2 separate regions of the Canis lupus genome follow, and region 1 is linked to region 2. The links are chromatin contacts, called in public Hi-C maps. All regions are on one chromosome and are shown on one strand. The core of a region is the stretch at or near the end of the contact, and the rest is flanking DNA. Distances in the headings are between cores, read along the strand shown. Region 1 holds the start of HECTD4 (probable E3 ubiquitin-protein ligase HECTD4). Region 2 holds the start of NAA25 (N-alpha-acetyltransferase 25, NatB auxiliary subunit).

Region 1 (3,581 bases), core at 257-2,756, 250 kb before region 2:
CTTAACTGAGGATGCCACACAAGCGCCCCACATGTAGCCTTTTCAAATTGGCTTCTTTCACTTAGTAATACACCTTTAAGTTTCCTCCATGTCTTTTCATGACTTGATAGTCATTCCTGTTTTTAGCTCTGAATAATATTTCATTGACTGGATGGACCTCAGTTTATCCATTCACCCACTCAAGGGCATCCTGGTTACTTCCAAGTTTTGAAAATTATTAATAAAGCTGCTATTAACGTCTGTGTGCATGGGTTTGTGTGTGTGTGTACATACATTTTCAAGTCCTTTTATATCAATGAGTGCTTTTTTAAAAATTCTAAGTGCAGGGCAGCCCTGGTGGCTTAGCGGTTTAGGGCTGCCTTCAGCCCAGGGTGTGATCCTGGAGTCCCAGGATCGAGTCCCACGTCGGGCTCCCTGCATGGAGCCTGCTTCTCCCTCTGCCTGTGTCTCTGCCCCCCCCCCCCCGTGTATTCTCATGAATAAACAAATAAAATCTTTTAAAAAATAAAATAAAATTGTAAGTGCAGTACAAAGACAGCAATCTTCACCGCAACCATTACAGACCAGTCCCACTCTGCATGGCAATTCACATTAACAATTTGGAATGTGTTCTCCCACACATTTTTCTCTACACACGTTTCTTTCCTCTATTGTTTTAATAAAATGGGATGGCGGGCGTATTTTTAAGATGCATGTCAATCAGTGTTGAATACTGATGAAAGAAAACAATAGTTAAAAAAAAAAAAAAGAAAACAATAGTTCAACTCCCACTAGGTCGCACTTATTAAGTGCCAGATGCTGGGCACCAAGCATTGTGACCGGTGCTTTATTTTCATCAGGTTTTGAGTGCTTATGGAGTACCAGACACTTTAGTAAAATAAGCAGCACCTACTGTGAGGCTCTACCGAGCGCTTATGAACAAGTGTTCACTGTGCCCAATTTTTGCATATACCTCATTTAAATATGAAAGCAGGAAATGAACCTCTAAGTTCTGTCGAGGATGGGGCGTTCTGGCCCCTGCGAAGGATGCACACCCGAGGAGGGAGAGGAGGGGAGGCGGCGGCTTCTTCTGCTGGCGCACGGCAGATCCCGGGCGCCCCTGGGTGGCTAGAGGTAGAACGAGGGGGAAGGTCAGTCTGAGGACAAGACCCATCGAAAGGCGAGGCATAGAGGTCCTGCAGATTTGGGAGGCCCGGGCCGCCTGGGGGCGGGGCCAAGCGGGGGGCGGAGCCTGTATTGTCCGCTCCGCGGGGCATGCCGGGAGCCCCGCCCCCAACATGGCGTCTTACTGACAGTTGGCTGCCGAGCGGCAGAGGCGGGTCCTGCTCCTCAGGGCGGCGGCGGTGGCGGCGGGGCCGGGGTCTCCCGGGCCGGGGGTGGGGGGATGGCGGCTCGGACCGCCTAGGGCGGAGCTGCACGGGCGACGCGGCGAGCGGGGCGCTGCAGGCGGGCGCGGCTGCTGCTGCTATGGACTGGTGATCTCGGCGGCTGCTGCTCGCGTTTCCCCCGGGCCGGGCGGCTGCCCCTCACCGTCCAGCCCTCAGCCAGGGCCATGGGCTCGTCGGCGGCCGCGGCAGCTGCGGCGGCGGCGGCCGCGGACTCGGCGCAGTGGCTCTCGGTGAAGGAGGAGACCATCTTCCTGCACGACGGGCTGATCCGGGTCACCGACCTAGCCGAGCTGCCGAGCGAGATCCTCGGGGCCCCGGAGGCCGCCGACACCGACTTGGAGGTGAGCGAGGCTGCTCCCCGGCCTCTGCCAGCCCATTAGCCCGCCCGCCCCGCACCCCAGGGCTCGGGCCATCGCACCTCTGCCTCACCCCCACCCCGAGGCTCCCCAGAGTGTGCCCCGGCAGGTGTGTGGGCGCAGGGCGGACAGGTGGGGGGCCGCGGCCGCAGATCCGCAGCCCGCCCGCCTCCCTGCCTCCTCAGGGCCTCAAGCTCGCGGGGGATTGCATTTGTGGTTTCATTCTGAGCGTTCTGACACCCAGCATTTTATTAGACTGTCACTCGGCACGGCCTTCACGCCCTGGAGGAGCCACCGTCGTCTCCCCGGCTCTCTCCCCTCCCCCACGAGCCCTCTGGACTCACTTGCAGGGCACACCCAGGTTGCTTAGCTTTGGGGACGTTTTAATTTTAACGTTGTATACCTCTCCCTTTCTCATTGCCAGTCCTATGTTGATCTCCACCTCGCCGGTACCCCCACCCCCGGAGGGTATTGGCAGCTGTCGGTCCGTGATGGACAAACCGGTAACTTCTCTGTGTCGTGCCTCGGACCGACACGGGGCCTTTGTCAGGGAAGCGAGCGGTGTGGACAGCGAGGGTGATGCTACAGGGGCCCTCCGTGCGCTCTCCGCAAGGGGTCACGGGCGCTTTAGGCCTCAAGGCCTTTTTCGTGAGCTCGGGAGTCGCCGGGAAGCCGTGAGCCGTGGCAGGTGCAAAAGCAAATCTCCGCATTTTTGCTGCTGCTGGGTTTGGAGCAGAAGGAAACCAAATATCTCGGTTGTTGAGAACTTTCCACTGACTTCACTTGGTTTCATGTTTGCCCAGAGGTGGGAATACTGGCAGTATCCTTTCATCCAGGCCAGCCGATGCTGACGCTGCACCCCCTCCACTTTGGGGTGATATTTTGATGTGTAGGTAGCATGGGGTGTCATTCCTACTGTCGCAAGGAAGACTCTCTAGGGTAGGGCGCAGAGAGGATGGCCTATCTTCTGGCTAAAAACGGAATGCGAAAATCTTTTGTGTTTTGCGGTTTTGCATGCACTTTGGCTTTCAGCACAAGGAACGTTTATAGAAATGGATTAAAATACATTACAGTGTGTTTCTGGAAACGGTAGTGATCAGATCGCGTTCGCCAAGGCGTTTGGGCGTGCTTGAGATGCGAATGCGTTCCACTGTGTTTTGTGTCTGGGTTTGAGGTTGAGGTTGCAGTATTCCCATTGTGAACTCTTAATTGACTTATTTTTCAGTTTGGCCACCGAAAAGGGAAGAAGTTGATAGGGAATTCCTAACATGGGATTATGGTTTTATTATGCCTCATTTGGGCCTATTCTAGAAAAAGCAAGTGTTTTATTGGCTTGAAAAGTCAACGGGTATTATGCTATGATGGTGGAATCTTTTTATTTAATTGACTTTGTTGTATGTGAAATGTGGAAAGTGGATGCTCTTTTGTTCCTTAAACACTAAGTTTAGAGATCCCAAAATTTGATATGTATATAACATGTTTATTTTTAGGATTAAAAAGGTAGGAATAGTTCAAAATAACTGAGCTGTTAAGTTGGCTTTCCCAAGATGTTTACTGCAAAAATGTATTATTTGTCAGCTCTTTCCACAGAAGAATGATCTCAAAGAAAACCTCCCTGGTTTGGTAGATTTTTAAAAACTCAAAGAAAATGTATGTTCTGACCTTCCATGACTGTCAGTGGTGAAGAACTTTTTTCATTTCTTTCCATTTGCTATATAGGCTAGCTATATTGTATCAGTAGAAATGGATAGCTAAGAATATTTTTGTGGCTGTTAGATTTGTGTTTGCAAGGGTGTATTAAGTAATATTAAGTATATCCTATGTGTCAGACATCATC
Region 2 (3,314 bases), core at 583-3,082:
TTATTTATTAGAGACAGAGAGAGAGAGAGAAAGAGAGAGAGAGAGGCAGAGGGAGAAGCAGGCTCTTTGCAGGGAGCCCGACATGGGACTCGATCTTGGGCCTCCAAGATCACGCCCTGGGCTGAAGGCGGCGCTAAACCGCTGAGCCACCCGGGCTGCCCTAATTAGTATTTTTTTAAAAAATGATTTTATTTATTTATTTGAGAGAGAAAGTGAACAAGAGACAACACAAGCCAAGGCGAGAGGCAGGGGGAGAGGGAGAAGCAGACTCGTTGCTGAGCAGGGAGCCTGATTTGGGGCTTGATCCGAGGACCTTGGGATCATGACCTGAGCTGAAGGCAGGCAGATGGTTCGCTGACTGAGCCATCCAGGTGCTTCTAATTACTATTTTTCAAAGAGCGGTTCTTTGTTTGAATTAGCATCTCTGGCAGTAGAATCCAGGAAACTAATGTTTATCAAGTTCCCCAAGGGATTCTGATGAGCACTAAAGTTGGAGAATCATTTTCTTGGATGCTAAAAAGCTCAGAAGGGGAGAGGGAAGGAACATCAGTAGAAGGTGTCAACCCTATCTGGTCATAGCTGACACTTGGAGACACTGTAGTGCACAGGATCACCCTGGTTCTCAGAAAGACCTGAGTTTGAATCATAGTGACTAGTGTGGCCTTACCTTAGGTTATGACTCTACTGAGCCTAGCACACCTAATGGCTCCCTCCTCCTCCTACTCCAAGTCTTTGACAACTGTCACTTTTTCAACTAGGCTTTCCCTGACCACATTATGCATATACAATTGCCTCCCTCCTCCACTCCCCTGTCCCTGTTTTACTTTTCCCAGAATCGTTTATCACCACCTCATTTGCTATTTTCTTTGTCTCTCCCATCACAAGTAAAGCTCCATGAAAACTCTATTGATGTAGCCTTCGGGCCTAAAACAAAGCAGGGCACATAATTGGTATTCAATAACTATGTATTCTATGCATTGAATTACTTTTTCCCTCCAGCTTTACTGATGTATAATTGACAAACTGACTGGATTACTACTAATCTAGGATGCTTTTTAGCTGGCTAAACGCCAGATGAGGGGTGAAGGGATCCTGAACATTTCAGGCAGATTTTTACTGTTGATCAGCATTCCACAACCCCCTTCCCTTTTTTTTTTTTTTTTTAAGATTTTATTTATTTATTTGACAGAGAGAGAGCGCACAAGCAGGGAGAGCAGCAGGCAGAGGGAAAGAGAGAAGCAGGCTCCCCCCTGCGCAGGGAGCCGGGTTGGGGCTTGAATCCAGGACCCCGGGATTATGACCTCAGTCGAAGGCAGACGCTTCACCGACTGAGCCACCCAGGGGCACCCCCCCCCCCCCATTTTTAAAGTAAGCTGTGTCCTACCAGGGGCTTGAACTTATCAAGCCCAAGATCAAGAGTCGCATGCTCTCCCTATTGGGCGAGTCAGGCACCCCTGATCAGCCCCCCTTTCCTTATTGTCCCTTGGGTCAATCTCCCAGAGGAGTTTCTGGTTCCTCAACAGTTAGTCAAAGACAAGTCTGGCTGGTCCTCCTTGGACACTGAGGATAAATACGACAAGCAGGAGCAGCCGAGCCCCAGTTTTGAACGAGTTTCTCCCCTCCTTTCCTCACTACCCACCAGTACGTGATTCGGAAGGGATTTCAATACCAACAGCCGTCTGTTCCACCCAGGTCGATTCCATCAGGCCAAAGGAGGAAAGTTTCCTATCCGAGAAGCCACTGCGGTGCGGGTAGGGGTCGGGGGTCCCGGGGAATTCCCTCTCCGCGCGGGGCGTCCAGTCGCAGCTCCGCGACTATCGCGATAGAAGAGCGAGATCAGCGCTGGCCCTTTAACAGCCCCTTCCCGAGGGCCTGCCCCGCGCGTGCGCATTGCGGTTCTGCGCTTGTCATCATGGCGACGCGGGGCCATGTGCAGGACCCTAACGACAGGCGCCTCCGGCCCATTTACGGTGAGTGTCTGGGGCCAGCCTGTTGTCGGCGGGACGCGTCGAGGGCTGCTGAGGCCGGGGCGAAGGTCCAGGAGGGGTGCTGAGGGGGCAGGCGCGGAACTGGCGGGCGCGGGGGGCGGGCCGCGCGGACCTCTAGGCCGCAGCCACGGGCCTCGCGTAGGTGCCGGCCGGGCCTTCCTGAGCCCTGTGCTGGCAGCGGCGCGGTCCAGGCAGGGTCAGGTCGGCAGAGCTGGCCTGACTTGCAGGCCCTGAGAGACACTCTGGCTGCGTTGTTAGTGCCGCACCAAGGGATTCTCAGGATCTCAGGTGGATCCCGAGCCAGGTGAAAGCTGGCTCCAGCGTGAGGGTGCGACACTACTTGAGGGAAAATTCATCACTAAAGAGTTTTTACTTACGAGAATCGAGCCTAGGGGGTGGTCTGACTAGCTGTGCTCGGTGCACATGGAAAAACGGACCCAAAGAGGGGAAGGGCTGATGTAAGGTCACCCAGATCGAGCCAGGAGCAGGTCGGATTCGAGGCCCCCAATCCAGAGCCGTTTGGTGGGGAAACAGCTGCGCTGGGCGCACGTGGGAGGCGGGGTGGGGGGGTGGGGGGGTGGGGGTCGTGGGCCCAAAATAGCGGTGAAGAGACCGTGTTAGCTCTTGTCAGAGGGGCATGCAGGGCTGCTGCAGGGCTTCTCCTCTCCGCAGCTTCTCTGGTTTTCTCTGCAGCTTCCCATGTGCTTGTAAAATAGATCCTCCTCCATAACGTTTCTCTTCACCCCAGGCTTTAAGACCTTGATGTCATCCTTGATGTTGTGAAAAACAGATTTGAGTCAGGGAGGAACACCTTTTCAATAACTGAGATGTTCTGTAATTGGACTGTGGTAGTTCCTCTCTCTCATGGGTGGTTGGTCTCTCTTAATGGTAAGGAAGGCTTCAAGGTCAGTGGTTTTTGCCAAACTAGACCTCGCGTTTATAGTGTAGATGTTACTGTAAATGGAGGTTTCTCCACATGGCTGAGATCACTCAACTTTTTTGGAGGAGGGGGCAACTTTATTTCTGGTACAGTTGGTCCTGCTTTTATAAATTTGTATGATGCTTTACTCATGTCTCATTTGATTCTAGCAACAACCCTGTGAGGTGGGAAATAAAAGCTAATGTGTATAGACTGATTACTATGTCGCCTCTGCGACTGGCCGTTCACATGGCTTATCTCATTTAATTTTCACACATTCTCATGAGGTGGATAGTTTTTTCCAATTCTGCACCCCCTCCTCCTTTTCCCCCACAGATGAGAAAAATGGGACTTTGTTCATGTTGTCTAATTTACCTGAGGTCACTCAGCTAACATTTGATGGGGTT

Evidence for each region. A called contact is a pair of places that touch in the nucleus more often than the background predicts.
Region 1: a contact with region 2 is called in a Hi-C map of blood, with 3 times the contacts expected there. The contact joins the promoter of HECTD4 here to the promoter of NAA25 in region 2. A contact is called at or near these places in 4 of 9 Hi-C or Micro-C datasets (amygdala and blood).

Annotation. Positions count from the first base shown.
Region 1 is chr26:10,277,041-10,280,621 of UU_Cfam_GSD_1.0, reverse strand. HECTD4 (probable E3 ubiquitin-protein ligase HECTD4) reads left to right here and starts at 1,506. Exons shown (of 77, transcript XM_038575137.1): 1 at 1,506-1,729. The coding sequence starts at 1,553.
Region 2 is chr26:10,023,547-10,026,860 of UU_Cfam_GSD_1.0, reverse strand. It overlaps NAA25 (N-alpha-acetyltransferase 25, NatB auxiliary subunit), which reads left to right and starts at 1,832. Exons shown (of 24, transcript XM_038575133.1): 1 at 1,832-1,970. The coding sequence starts at 1,913.